2 separate regions of the Ovis aries genome follow, and region 2 is linked to region 1. The links are chromatin contacts, called in public Hi-C maps. All regions are on one chromosome and are shown on one strand. The core of a region is the stretch at or near the end of the contact, and the rest is flanking DNA. Distances in the headings are between cores, read along the strand shown.

Evidence for each region. A called contact is a pair of places that touch in the nucleus more often than the background predicts.
Region 2: a contact with region 1 is called in a Hi-C map of tail adipose tissue, with 2.8 times the contacts expected there. The contact joins two enhancer-like sites. A contact is called at or near these places in 9 of 16 Hi-C or Micro-C datasets (blood, hypothalamus, liver and 5 more).

The regions. Positions count from the first base shown.
Region 1 is chr3:144,368,285-144,372,323 of ARS-UI_Ramb_v3.0, reverse strand. All of the region lies in intron 2 of PRICKLE1 (prickle planar cell polarity protein 1), which reads right to left. Among named protein-coding and RNA genes, the nearest start is that of PRICKLE1, 21 kb to the right of the region's middle. Within about 2 kb of position 2,708, at least 8 of the 54 cell types and tissues checked have an H3K27ac peak or open chromatin away from gene starts, as enhancers often do. A contact at or near this core is called in hypothalamus, where this site is marked.
Region 2 is chr3:144,427,981-144,431,564 of ARS-UI_Ramb_v3.0, reverse strand. All of the region lies in intron 3 of PRICKLE1 (prickle planar cell polarity protein 1), which reads right to left. Among named protein-coding and RNA genes, the nearest start is that of PRICKLE1, 81 kb to the right of the region's middle. Within about 2 kb of position 1,739, at least 9 of the 54 cell types and tissues checked have an H3K27ac peak or open chromatin away from gene starts, as enhancers often do. A contact at or near this core is called in hypothalamus, where this site is marked.

The DNA of each region.
Region 1 (4,039 bases), core at 1,459-3,958:
CTTTAGGTGGGATACACATTCCTCTTTAAATACACATACACACACACACACACACACACAATCTACACAAGGAATAGCACAAAAAGAAACTCATTACAGCCCATGCAAAGCTTCACCTCCAACCTTATAACCCAGTGATGGCAATTTCTAATAATACTTGATGTGTGGATCTTTGGAGCTTAATCAGTTGTGTTCATTGTGAATGCAATCTGGCCCAGTATAAACACAGAAACTGTCCTTCAGATCTGTGTAAAGTTTGCTAATAAGTATAGCATAATTTTCACTATACCTTGGAACATGGAAATATTTTTTTGGTATTATCTTAAACAATGAAAATCGCATAGTATAAATATTAGGTTGGTGCAGAAGTAATTGCAGTTTGCACTGTTGAACTTTACCATTTGATACTGGAATACATTCTTAAATGTGGTTATGCTATACATCATTTTAATTTGAATTTCTTGCTTTATGTTTCTTGCTAATGAATTATTAATTGCTGTTTATTTTATATGTATTTTATACTATGGAAATGATGTTAGACAAAAAGCAAACTCGAGCAAACTTCTTATTTGAGTTCAAAATGGGTCATAAAGCAGGGAAGACAACTTGCAACATGAACACCACATCTGGCCCAGGAACTGCTAATGTGCGCACAGTACAGCGGTGGCTCAAGAAGTTTTGCAAAGGAGATGAGAGCCCTGAAGATGAGGAGCATAGTGGCTGGCCATCGGAAGTTGACAGCAACCATCTGAGAGCATCATCAAAGCTGATCCTCTTACAACTACGCAAGAAGTTGCCCAAGAAGTCAAATGTCAACCATTCTACTGTCATTTGGCATTTGAAACAAATTGGAAAAGTGAAAAAGCTTGATAAGTGGGTACCTCATGAGCTGACCACAAATCAAAAAAATAGTCATTTTGAAGTGCTGTCTTCTCTTATTCTATGCAACAACCACGAACCATTTCTTGATCAGATTGTGATGTGTGATGAAAAGTGGAATTTATATGAGAACCAGTAATGACCAGGTCAGTGGTTGGACAGAGAAGAAGCTCCAAAGCACTTTCCAAAGCCAAACTTGAACCAAAAAAAAGGTCATGGCCACAGGTGATCTGCTGCCCATCTGATCCACTACAGCTTTCTGAATTCTGGCAAAACCATTACATCTGAGAAGTATGCTCAGCAAATTGATGAGATGCATGGAAAACTGCAGGGCCTGCAGCCAGCACTGGTCAACAGAAAAGGCCCAATTATTCTCCACGACAATGCGTGACTACACATAAATATTTTGCGTTACCCACCATATTCATCTGACCTCTTGCCAACTGGCTACCATTTTTTCAAGCTTCTTGACAACTTTTTGCAGGAAAAAGGCTTCCACAATCAGCAGTATGTAGAAAACGCTTTCTAAGAGTTTGTTCAATTCTGAAGCACGGATTTTTATGCTACAGAAATAAATAAACTTATTTCTCGTTGGGAAAAATGTATTGATTGTAATGGTTCCTATTTTGACTAATAAAGATGTGTTTGAGCCTAGTTATAATGATTTAAAACTCAGGGTCAGAAACTGCTATTGTTTTTCCATCAACCTAATACTACTAACCTTACAACAGAGTAAGGTGGAAAATATACTTACAGAAAAAGTGAAATGACAGTTAAGGAGTATTTTCAAGAAGCTCATCTTAGCCTAGGGAAGCAATTTTACTCTACTGTGTGCATTTTCAAAACTATTGTAATGCTCATGGCATTCGGTCCCATTACTTCGTGGCAAACAGAAGGGGAAAAATGAAAGCAGTGAGAGATTTTATTTGCTTGGGCTCCAAAATCACTTCAGACAGTGACTGCAGCCATGAAATTAAAAGACACTTGGAAGGAAAGCTATGATAAACCTAGACTGCGTATTGAAAAACAGAGAAATCACTTTGCTGATAAAGGTTCATGTAGTGAAAGCTATGGTTTTATAAGCAATCCTGTATGGATGTGAGTTGGTCCATAATGAAGGATGAGTGCTAAAGAACTGATGCTTTCAAATTGCGGTGCTAGAGGACTCTTGAGAGTCCCTTGGACAGTGAGGAGATCAAACCAGTCAGTCCTAAAGGAAATCAAACCTAAATATTTACTAAAAGGACTGATGCTGAAGCTGAAGCTCTGATACTTTGGCCACCTGATGTGAAGAGAGGAATCACTGGAAAAGACCCTAACACTGGGAAGGACTGAAAGCAAAGGGGGAAGGGGGCAGCAGAGGATGAGGTGGTTAGACAGCATCATCTAGCCAATGGACATGTTTGAGCAAACTCAGGGAGATGGTGGAGAACAAAGGAGCCTGGCGTGCTGCAGTCCGTGGGGTCACACAGAGTCGGACACAACTTAGCAATTGAACAACATCAACATCAACAACAAACTAATGTGAGTGCTCTGAGCATATTTAGGGTACACTGAGGTAAGCTATCACGTCCAGCAAGGTAGGTGAACTAAATGCATTTTCAGCTATGATACTGTCAATCCCAATGAGTTTATTGGGATAACTAACCTGTAGATTGAGCAAGATTTATATATGGAATACTTTTCCATATCAAAAGCAAAATTTTATAGTGGGATATTAAACTTTATAATGCCCCTGGATTTGCACGTTCATTTGGAACAGAAGTGACTGCTTTCAGGTAATGGATTTAAGAGAGGAAACATCATTTCAAGTTTGTTTAAGACTGCCATCTAGTGACTCCTTTCTCCCTACTGGATGCAGAATTCTCTGCGATCAAGTCAGTTTAGAGAGGGTCTATATTTAACTTTCCAGACTGGTTAACTCAGGTTTTCAATAGATAGCAGTCACCTTTTCCAGCTTGGATGTCATTCTTATGGTACCAGCTGTGCAGAAACTTATTGTCCTGCTTGGCAGCAGTAGAGAAAAAGTGAGGCACAGACATGAAGCAAAGTAAAAAACAGTCATCTATTATTCTTTGCTGACCTATGCAATCAGACATGACCCTCAAAACAAGACAAATGAACTCTTTTGTGGTGATGTAATCCCTAGAGCAGATGGATCGATGATGGAAACATGTAACCCCACCAAGGTTCATATTTAACATGAGTAGTGTGGCACTACTGCTCTGTGTGAAACTCTGCTCTGGCCAGTACAGCTGAAAGATTATGTCAGCAGCTGAACAGCACAGATTCTGAAATCAGAGTCCCACAGAAACACCTGCTGTAGACTAGACAGTCGCTGCGTGACCCAAAGTATTCCTTTGTGAATCAATATGAAATCAATGTCCCAGCATGATGTTAGGTGGAATCATGCTAATGGACAAGCAAACTAGCCAGGGAGACACAGCAAAGCGATCTCAGCTTTATGAGCTCATTAGCCAATTGGAACTGGGATGGTTTCAAGACACCTGGGTGGTTATGTCCACCTACCTGCATTACCCTGGAAGTTTCAATTGGATACAGTTCCTTCTGTGAGTCATAGATTATTTGTTTTAGTATGCATTGTTAAACAATTGTCATATTCCACGTTGAAATGGCTGCCTTCCAGATGGGGTATGAGGTGATTTTTTTGTGACAGAATTCACTGGAGTCCTAAAGTATGAATGAAGTATATGGGTTTTTGATAAAATTCCACCTGACAGCTCAATTGATCAAGACACTGATTTGATTTCAACAGTTCACAGAATTATAATTAAGCAGTTATGAATGGCACCCATGTTTATCTAGAAAACATCTAGTTTACTCATAAGTAAAATAAATCTTTAAAGAAGTCCCTTTATATTTATTTCAGTGGCTTTCCAAATACAAATGTGCAACCTTAATAAGTTAAGTTCCATATTCAGTGATTTCTTGAAACGTATTATAGAAACTTTAAAATATATAGTCAAAACAAAGAAGAAAATATTTAGCTTTATTTTGAAGCAACTATTTTATATATTGGGGAGATTATTTTCACAAGCATTTACATGTTAGGGTCAACAATAACTAATTTAATGTAATATGCAAATAGTCTGTATGAATTTAACCTTAATCCCCAAAGCTGTCTTAGCAAATATAAACT
Region 2 (3,584 bases), core at 490-2,989, 60 kb before region 1:
TACAGCAGCCGAGCCTCGGGGCTTCTCTTCCCTACATACCCATTTTCCCTCACTTGACCACTATAAACCTAGTATCATTCTTCTACTTTAAAAATCCCTTCTTCAGTTTTTCTGGCACCTCCATGGGATAAATGAAGGTCCTTCATTTCCAGCCCCCACTGACCCCTCCGACTGTATCTCCATCACTTGTCATATCTCACCTCTGGCTCCAGAACTTGTGGTTTCCAAGCATATCATGTTGTTTCATGACCCTTTGTCTAATCCTGCTGTTTCCTCTACGTGCAACTGTCTAGCCACACATTTTTATCTGCCTGGCTGACTCTTACTTCAGGACTTCATTTGGGATGGGTCCAGGAATGTTCCCTGAGGTCCCATTACACCAGAGGTTTCTATGCTGCACTTCCATTCCTCCAAGACTCTCCATTAGGCCCCAGGACTCCCATCTTATTCAGACCAGTCCCTCCACCAAAATTACTGCCTATTTTCTTTCTCAAATAGAAATTCTTTTAATTCAACAGATAGCTTCTCTTCCTCTGTGCACAGAGCTTTGGGACAACCCAGAAACTCAAACTTTCCACTTGGCAGTTACACCAATAAGGATGGGCTACAGTCACTATTTTGCTTAGTATTAGTGATTGGAAGAGATGTATTTTGAGAAACGCACCTTCTGGTGTTTCTGGTTCCTTAAAAGAGCTTTCTCAAACAAAATGCAGTGATATGATCCCATGATGATCACGGTGAGGAACCTGTCTGTGAGGATAAAAGTGCAGTCTGGATGGATCTGGATGTAATGAACATCCTAGTATCCTTTGAGGAAAGAGGATGCTGTCTCATAGCAGGCCATCGTGTACCTGACACAGGGCCTTCCTTTCAATGAACATGCAATGACCTAAAGACAGGGGTGGCGTCAGCACAGAATGAGGGGTCAAGTATGCATTACACTTGTGCATCATCTTGAACATATAGCATGTTACTGCATTTTATTTGGTGACACGCTAAGAATATAAGAATGCCAAGTGAACCTCCATCACTATTATTGTTACTATTATGTAGCTGTAACATCTAGAGTACTTGTAGGCTAGGCCTTGTGTTAAATCCTATACATTAAAAAAAATTCTTATAACATGATAAGGCAGATCTTATATTCCTCATTTTACAAATGAGACATGTAAGTTGCTCCATCATCTAATCATCAGCTAATTAGTGCAAGAGCCTGGATTCAGAACCAGGTCTGACATCAAAGCCTATTGTCTTCAACCACTAGGTTATTTGCTTTTAAAGCAGAGCTTCTTACAAATAGCAAAATAACATGCTTTGCTTGCCCCAACTGGTGACTCAGCAATATCACCAGGAAGTAGGAAGGATAATTCTAGAATGTTCATATCACATTACTTCATCTAGAAATGAAGCAATGCACTCAGTGACAACACACTGGCTGCCCTGACCTCTAGGACCGAAATGCTGCACAGCTCAAAGGAGGGGGATCACCCACAGCCCCCAATCCTGGGGGTCCTCAGACAACTGAGACACTGAGCTTTTGGAAGCAGTTCACTGCATTTTTAACTGCTACAGATACAAAGTCATTTATTGTCCAAATACAACAAAACTGGCCTGTATCTGAAGATCATTCATATAACAGTTGCTCTGATGCAACTATTCATCATTAGAGTATCAGGGTGTGCTAAGCTCTTACTCAAGTAAGGGTATCACTCTCAGATGGAGCCCAACCATCAGTTCCTCGATTTAGAGGCAGATTATGCTGAACAAAGGGCAAACCACGAGAATGGTTCAGTTTATAGCTTATGTGTGACCCATTCAGCTGAACGCATCTCACATGACATCCTGAAGGCAAAAAGGCACTGCAGTAATAATGCAGCCATTAATAAGCCTGTCAGACGAAATTGATTACAGCTCAGCTCCCAGGACCATAATACATTATTATTGTTGTTTTACTAAGGTCCTTCAGTTCAGTTACAGCAAATGAATAAAAAGGGGAAAAAAAGACAATAGAATTAATAGTCTGGCAGCATTTCTTGGCGATTGTAATTGCCAAAATGTCCCCCAAGAAAAATTTGTTGCAGCTGAGCTCAAATAATATAAACTATTAAGACTCATATAATATCACTCATATAATATCATATAATATAAGCAGGCTTGTAAAGACAATCTGCTTCTTACAGAAGGGCACACGTTTTTTACTTAACACAAACTAAGATTACTGACTGCATTGCTGCTAACACAATAGAACAAACCTCATTTCCGTTATTGACTGTTTCTAAAGTCTTTAGCTTCTCTTTCAATAGATTCTAACAAGATTCCAGGCATCTCTGAAATGCTTCTCTCCACCTTTTGGAAAGGTATATTTGGGAGCGGGGAGCAACTTAGTGAAGCCTGAAAATGTAATTAGAAAAATAGTTTTATGACATGCCACGCTTTTAGGATCTAAAGAGTTAAAAATTTCTGGAAATAATCCAATGGCATGGGTCGATAAGCTCTTCAAATGAAGTCACCATTCAAAAGACAGAAGAGGAGGACCAAGTCCTACACAAGCAACATTTCTGATCATCTTGTCTTTCCAAGAGTCTATTTTATGATGACTTTTCTGAATGTACAGCTATCCGATTCCTAAGAACACCTTTGACAAAGTGCAGCATGTTTTTTTCACAGACAATTAAAATCTACAAAAAATGCTTGTCACTCTATATGAAAATATTTCTCATGCCTAATTAAGAGAACTCTTAGGGAGAATAAATATGATGTTCATATACATAAATATTTGGGATCCTTGAAAGCCTGTAATAGGAACATCTGGGCATTTTGATGCTGATGCTGTGTAATAAGAAATTTCATCTGTAGTAAAATTATTAGGGGGAAAATAATTTAAAGTGACCTCTAGTGTGCTAACAAGGCAGCAAATTTTCTATGCATTGTGAGGAAAACATTCACTGTCACCATTAGCAGCTCTAGGACAAAGTAGGAAAAGTGGGCCAGGGCCTCCGCATGTCACTCCCAGAGGCCTGCCAGCAAGAGTGGCAGCTTTGACCCTCACTGGGTAGACTCTTGGTGGCAGTTTTTGTTTTGTGTAGGGGAGGAACTGATAGTTAAAGAATGGCTGGGGAATGACTGGACATTTACAGACCTGTTCTTTCCCAGACAGTTTTATGTTTTAGATAGTTCTTAAAGGGAAACTATAGAGGCTACTTACTCAAGGTACTTAATAGGTATGATTTTTTAAAAAGTACTTGCCTTTCTGCTCCTTTATACTGCCAACTATCAGGGACCCACATTTCACACTGGAATGTATTTTTAGGGCAGATGGGGAAAAAGGGCCAAGTTTCAGATGTCTCTTTTCTCTATTTCTTTCCTTCACTGTAAGGTTTGCTTTATGGAGCTTTCAGTCTTAGGTTTCCATAACCTCCTAATGCAAAACAGGCTAAGCAGGGCCACGAATGTAACAAACCACATGTTGCCTTGCTTTCTCTTTTTTTTGAGGAGGAAAAATTCAGCTTACAAAAAAAGAGCATGCAAACTTACCAGTTCACCAAAATTAAAGATGTTTTAAAGGTTTCTTAAACTCAGTCTTG